2 separate regions of the Anas platyrhynchos genome follow, and region 1 is linked to region 2. The links are chromatin contacts, called in public Hi-C maps. All regions are on one chromosome and are shown on one strand. The core of a region is the stretch at or near the end of the contact, and the rest is flanking DNA. Distances in the headings are between cores, read along the strand shown. Region 1 has its middle 22 kb from the start of GLI2. Region 2 holds the start of LOC101789531.

The links. Hi-C and Micro-C count contacts between places; a contact is called where the count stands out from the background.
Region 1: a Hi-C map of F1 follicle shows a contact between it and region 2, with 4 times the contacts expected there. The contact joins the enhancer-like site here to the promoter of LOC101789531 in region 2. A contact is called at or near these places in 3 of 8 Hi-C or Micro-C datasets (F1 follicle, liver and subcutaneous adipose tissue).

What each region holds. Positions count from the first base shown.
Region 1 is chr7:14,180,608-14,184,292 of IASCAAS_PekinDuck_T2T, forward strand. No RefSeq gene overlaps it. Among named protein-coding and RNA genes, the nearest start is that of GLI2, 22 kb to the right of the region's middle. Within about 2 kb of position 1,269, at least 1 of the 8 cell types and tissues checked has an H3K27ac peak or open chromatin away from gene starts, as enhancers often do.
Region 2 is chr7:13,904,327-13,907,722 of IASCAAS_PekinDuck_T2T, forward strand. LOC101789531 reads right to left here and starts at 2,046. Exons shown (of 9, transcript XM_005017512.5): 1 at 1,533-2,046; 2 at 494-609. LOC106016410 (a long non-coding RNA gene) reads left to right here. Exons shown (of 6, transcript XR_005266971.2): 6 at 1-4.

The DNA.
Region 1 (3,685 bases), core at 19-2,518, 280 kb after region 2:
TCTGAGCGCAGCCTGGTGGAGGCTGAATCTTGCTTTAGGGGAAGCTTATGATATTGACTTTTCCAATGGCTGGAGTGAATGTTGGCAAAAGCTGTTCCTTCATGTGAGGGACACCAAAGTAGTCAAAAGTTACAGAATCAGATAATTCCCTGTGATGTGTTAGAGATATGAGGGGTGCTGTCAAGAATTTGTCAAAAATTAATTTGGAGTCCTTCTGAAGCTGTGGTTGACAAGGGACAGCTGTTCGTTTCCTAAAAAAAAAAAAATAAAAAAATAAAAAAATCTATGAAAAGTAATTATTTTGTATAGAAATTATTTCTATCTATATATTTTGCCTCATGCATCATTGAAATTATGCTGTGGGTTCCTCTAGATCCTGTTCACTTCCAGCTGTGCATCCTCTTTGGGCTGTAGGTACTGTGGTATTTCACGATCCACCCTTTGGGAAAAGGAAAAACAGCCCCTAACAGGAGTCCCAGCTGCAGGAGGGCTGGGCGAGCTGGAAGGCTGACTCATGGGGGAGAACGGGAAGAACAGGACCACAGAATGACAGTGTCCCTGGTTACCAGGGCAACACTCTTAAATTGGAGTATTTCTTTATTTCAATCAGAATATTTGTTTTCATTTGAAATATTTTGATACAGGTTTTGTGGTTTTGTTTTTATTTCTCCATAAAAATGTAGATTTTTCAGGGGAAAAATATTTTTTTTGTTGGTGATGGTGTTCGTTTTTAAGTCAACATTTTTTTTATCAGTCTTTATAACACGCCGGTTTGATTTGGAAAACAATATGGTAACCATCATCATCTTCTCATAATCATCGAGCCTTTTGCATAACTTAATAGAAACACAGATATCACTGATCAGGTCTGGAGGGACTTAGAGAAGTTCTCTGGTACAGAACAGGGTCAACTACACTCCCAGGAGGAATATGGTTGTAGAAAAATTCCCATTGTGTAGTTTCACTAGTCATTTTAGGTGACCTTTTAGTTTTCTTCCCTACCCCTACAGTTATTAAGCGTTGTTACCAATCTAATTTTTGCCATAACTATCAAGCAATTAAATAGAAACATTGACTTTACTCTGTACAGCATTCTTCTGATCATTTACAGACCACTGTATCTTCTCAGTGTCTTCCTAATCCAGTAACGTCAACATTGCGTCCTTGGTCAGAGGTCTATAATCCGTGACCTTCATGCTTGTTCTCCTCAGACTCCGTGTCTTTCTTAAGTGTAATGCCCGTAGTTCCCATGAATAGACTTATCCCAGCATGCACATTTCTGATTGCAGACAAGATCCTACTTTTTAAGCAATAGCTGCATCCTTTACTTTGAGCTGAACAGATATCTCACTATATCCAAAACTGTGTGTTTAAACATATTTTACTCTTCATGCCTATATAACAACAATATTTTGACAATGTAATTCGTCAGTAGCGTCCTCCTGTTAAGAGCTATCATCTTTAATCTGAACAAGTGATACAAATCTTAAGTACTCATAACCCTCTTGACTTCTTCATCGAAGATCATCTTACGTAGCCTTCACACCTGCCATTTCTCTGGCATTTTCCTCCACAGTATCCATTTGATGCTCATTAGGTTTTCAAGTTATTTTCCCAGCTTTTTAACTGTGTGTGCAATCTTGTATTCTAAATAAGGTTGTTTATCCCCCATGTGTTTCAGTGAGTATTTTGGTAACAGTACACATGCAGGCGATATATTTGTCCTACACATCTTTGTCCCAGCATTCTGCAGTTCCTTCCCACTCGTGCCTGAAAATTGGAGTACACAATTTTTTTCCTTCATCTCATCATTGTTGTTGTATTTTTTTTACCCTCTAGCATTTTTAGAACATAACATATTTTCAAGTAAGTAGTGTTAATTATGTAACAGCAATTTATCTCAGATAAGATCTTTTATTTTTGTTGCAATTTTGCAATTAGAATCTAGAAAATTTCAGGCTTTGAACCCTGCCTTTTATGTCAAGTTGTCTGCCCACAACTGATGAGTATAAGTATCTTATTTGCCTCAGAAAAGGAAGTGAAAAAAGTGCCATCTGCAAATTTATTGGGAATTTAAATATCTTGGAAGTATGACTGAAGGAATAGATCATGGAGAAGTCAAAATATTATAGTCAAAGTGTTGACCTATAATAGTGACCACAGAGTACTTTGATTCAACATTTTAAGAATCATGAACAAAGAACATTAAAACCAAAAGCAGATCTTGCTTTAGGTACACCAGGATAAGGCAACTGGCCAGTGTCTGATGGGCAGACTTGTATGGCAGGAACCTATACAAAGTCTTTTTGCTCGTGCATCAAAATCCGTCATGGTTCTTTGAAAGGTCAGCAAGCATGCGGATAAGGAAAAGCCAATTCATATATACTGCTTGGATGTCTAAAAAGATGGATGTCTGGGACTTGTGCTGTTCAACACGCCAATGACAGATCTCGAAGAAATTAATTGTTAGGTGACAAAATTTGTCAGTACAATAGAACTGGAAAAGGTTTGTAAAAGGACAATGGGGATCATCAGATATATAGAATGGCTTCTGTACAAAGTGGTTTTTCATATAGTGTAAAATTAATGCAGAGAAATCCTTGCTGCAGGATGTTGTGGATAGGTTCAAGGACAGGCTAGGCAAGTTCAGGGAAGTGTAATTAATTGAAGTTTATTAAATAGACAGAAACAACCTCTAGTTGAGCTACCATAAGCTAGAAATGATTGGAGCTTATTCTTTCCTAGGTATCTTCTTTTTTGTGTGTCCTGGACATATGGGACTTGATTAGATAGACCTCTGATCTGACCCTGATTTCACAGCCACTCTTAAATTCTAATTTAGTTAATGCACCATGCACTTGATCCAGGTGGACGGTAGGACTTCACATCTCCTAAATGCGCTGCTTGCATGCAACTCCCTATTTAAAAGGACTTCACAAATATTTTTTTTTGTTAGGGACCTGAAACTACTGGGGACTAGGTGCTCTATTGCTTCACTAGAAGGGCTCAATTTCTAACCTCAGTGCCAATTACCGTAGACACTTTAGTGCTGGGCAAACAAGCAAATTTCATTCCATATTCCCTATGTACCTTCCTACAAGCGTGGATGTTGTATCATCTCTAGGTGATGTTATGGCAGAGGCACAGAGCAAGCCTGCTAGCTTTCTCAGTACTGCTACTCTTCCCATGGGAAGAGCTGTAGCACTCTGCTTTATACATTTAATCTTATGGAAAGTACCTCTTTCCATGTTCAGCTAGCTCTCACCATCCTCTGGGATATCTGAGTGTAACAGCACTACTGCAGATCCTAGCTTAGGTATTTTGTCTGTGTTGGTAGAACACCATAACCCCTGTCTTCTTTATGAACTTTCATGGCATTGCTGGGCTATGGAGGATATTCCTCACTCCGCTGGATCTATCCCTGTCAGAGAAGACTCTTCTCATCAAACTGATCAACTGACAAATAGACTGGATTGCCTTGAACGTCACAGTAGATTTTTCTAACTAGGTCTAACTGCTGAGCATATGCGGGAGCCAGAATAGCAGTTGCCTGCCTTTATTTCATCCTCCTCCACTGACAAAGCTAAACTAGCTGATTGTTCCCTGCCCAACATGATCTTCTGGGCCTTTTAGCCTCCTCTATTCAAACAACTTCTAATTCTCTGTAAAAGGAGTTGTAGCCCCT
Region 2 (3,396 bases), core at 796-3,295:
TCCAGTACATGGGTCATCACCCCCATCCCTCAGAAAGAGCAGTTTTCGATGTTCCTGGAATTGTGGGATTTCACAAGAGCTTTACGAAATTTACTGGTTGGATTTCTTCAAGACAGAGCAGGTAGATGGCCAGGAGATTCCAGGTAATACATCTATATGCACTTAGGTGTGACTAAATGCATCTTTTTGACAGCTCACGGACTGCCACTGAAGCAGCTTCTAAATACTGCATTTCCTACAGGAGACTCTACTTTGCACTAAAACACAAAATTTTCGAAGTTAGGGAGAATGTGGTTGACAGTGGCTGCCCTCCTCAGGCATGAATTCGTGTATTGTGGTATATATGTTACAGCTGACCGTATCAATGAAAAGCTATCAACTTTATTACTAAAATACCTGCGCTGAATTGTACATGCTTATTGTTTATATTCCCTAACTGAGGAAAAGAAAGCCTAATGTAACACTCAGCAACATTCTCAACTAAATAACCTACTTCGTGGAAGGCAGACAATGTGCTTTTCCTGTTCCAAAGACATTTTGCCCTTAGACAAGCATGGAGAAAGGGGTAGAGAAGATGCACAAGGTTGTGAGAATGGCAGAAGCTGTAACCTGAAAAAAAGAGAAAAGAGAGGGCATTTGGCAATGAAAATAATAAAATGTTCCAGCTGGCAAATCTTAAAACATCCAGATATCATGTCTGAATCGGAACGAATTTAGATGATACAGTATGGGAAAAGTCATGAAAGACTTCATGACTTCTTCGTGAAAAAGCATCAGACGGCACAACTGGAGAGCCTGTCAGTGCAAAAAGGATCCTTTATAGGGAAAATAAATTAAACACTCAGGTGAGAGATGGCTGCATGAAGACAGATGATACGATTGCATAGCTGGAATAGGTTGCGTTCAGAGGAATAGTTAGATTTCAGCCTGTCAGTGAAAAATAAATGGTGTCAGGCAGGCAAAGGGTAATGACTGTGCTGCCTCACAATAACCTTGATGCCAACAGCTACTGGGCTGCACCAGCAAATGGAAAAAATACAAACCCACATAATTTCAATATATAAAGAAGACAGAAAGCATATGAGTAACTTTACACACGCACGTTGACAGCCCAAATTCAAATGGAATTACTCATGTGAACAAAACCAGTGATACGCATGAGCCTGCACAATGTAGCCTAGATACCAGGGTAAAAGAAGGACCCAACTCTTTTGTTAGAAGCCTGAAAAAAATGTTTTGCAAGCTGTTTTCATATTCAGCCGCAGAATGACAGGGCCCATTTTTGACCGGAGCCTGCCTTTCTGAGAACCCCTCACTCCCAGCTACCGTGGTCCAGCATTCATCCCAAGCCAGACCCGCTCTGGCTCGGCCTTCGGATGCTTGCATTTCTTTGTCTTGCGCTTGGCGTTTTTGCCGCTTTAGGGTTTTATTTTTTTTTGGAAAAGGGCTGTGGGGGGAGCCTGCCCGCAGCCCCGCCGCTGCTTCCCTCGCCCTTCCCGCACCGCCCGCGGCCCGGGGGCAGCGCTACTCACCGCGGCCTCGGCGCAGCGAGGAAGGGGCAGGGGAAGGGGCTCCCCGCCGCCTGCCCCCGGCTCTGCCCGCAGCCCCCGGGGCTCCCCCTCGCCTCTGGCCGGGCCGGGAGCCGCAGCCGGGGGGCGGGCGGGAGGCGCGGCCCGGCCCAGGCCTGCGCGGCCTGGGGTTGCCGGCCGGGGGCCGGCGGCCGCCATCTCAGGGGGGGCGGTGAGGGCTGGTCCGGGCCCCGTCAGCAGGGGGGCACGGCACCTGGTGGCTGTTCTCAGCACAGCTGGGGACGGAGTTTGGGGGTTTATGTTGTATTATTTTTTTTTTCTTTGTTTGTTTTTGTATGCGCTTCCAAGCCCTTTTAAGTCAGCCTTTAGCCCCAGATCCTCTCTGCGAGCTTGCCGCGGAGCCGCGGTCCCGCTGCTTGCTTGGGCTTGTGGCCTTGGCGTCCTGCGCGGCTGCTGCAGCCTCCATGGTTTCTTCTTTCCCTTTATTTATTTTGCTCTCTGTTTCTCCTTTACAGCTACGTGAGGCTTCGCAAAACAATCGGGATTGAAACTCCCCCGCCCACATGTGCCTCTATTTTCTACATTGACGTGTTTTCCTGCTTTGGGGCGAGGCTACTGCTTCTTCATTAGTATTGTGCCTGGAAAAAAAAATATTACACGTGTAATTGTTTTTTCAAGTTATAAGTGGAGGCCAATAAATACACCCAGCCCAGAGCAATGCAAAGCACGTGGCCTGGGCTAGATGAATAATATGAGCATCTTCAATTAAAATTTACAGTATGTGCCAGTATGGTGGTAATGTATGCTGCTGATTTTTATTTTTTTATGCTAGTTCTTCTGGAGTTGTGGAGAGGCTGGACCAGAGCTTCAGTGCAGAACTTTCCCCAGAGCCTCTTAATTGCCTCCTGCTAGGGATTAAAAACAAAACAAAACAAAAAAACAAACCCCAAAACAAACCCACACATCTTTCATAAAAAGAAGTCTGAGATCATTAGCTAACATTTGGAAGTCCCTCAAATTAACATGCGTGAAGGACTGTGGCCAAACTCCCACTGGCTCCCATAAAAGCAGTAATCAGTCCTTCAAGCAAGATTCTCTACAAAATAACACCCAGAAGCCCCTGCAGAAGGGATTTGCCAATCTCACCATCTGACTAGATTAAAAACAGCAGTAACAATGTGATAATTGACAGGAGAAACTTCCTTGACAAGGAATGAATCAGTGTTTATTTTTAGCATTTTCCCCCAATGCTTTATTTAAACGAAAGATTAACTAATTATTTCCGTCATTATATCGTCCTCACTAGCAACAGAAGGTGGCAGATCCTTATGTGTCTGCTCAGTTGCTGCAGAACGCGAGCAGCTCTGTTACTTTGCTTCAGCTCATCCTTTGAGGTCTGTGAGTGCCCTGGCCGGATGTGTTGTGCCAGCTGCCCTTTTTCTTTCTACAGTAGTCTGATTGACCTGGAAAGTATCGGGGCTCCGCTTGGCCTCACCCTTAAATTTAGTATTCCCCCCCATCAGTGTTGTTATTTCCTAAATGGTAAGCCTTAAAAAAAATCTTCAGAAAATGGAAACTAATTTTCTGTGTGTTCCACCTTTGCTCCAGTGCTTTATTTGAAAAACAGGTCAGCGTTAATCCTGTCACTGCAGCTGCCCACTGCAGCCTGTTGCAATGTCAGGGCACTTGCATTCCGAACAGATAAAGCGGAAAGGAGCCAGCAATAAAATCTTATCTGGGAGAGGGCAGCTCACCTGAAAATTGGGCATTTGTTACAGGACAAATGCAAGGAAACTGGTCATAGTCCCAGTGACACCAAATAGTATCTGTTTCTGCTCATAAGCCTTTAAGTTCTGCTTTGTTTTGA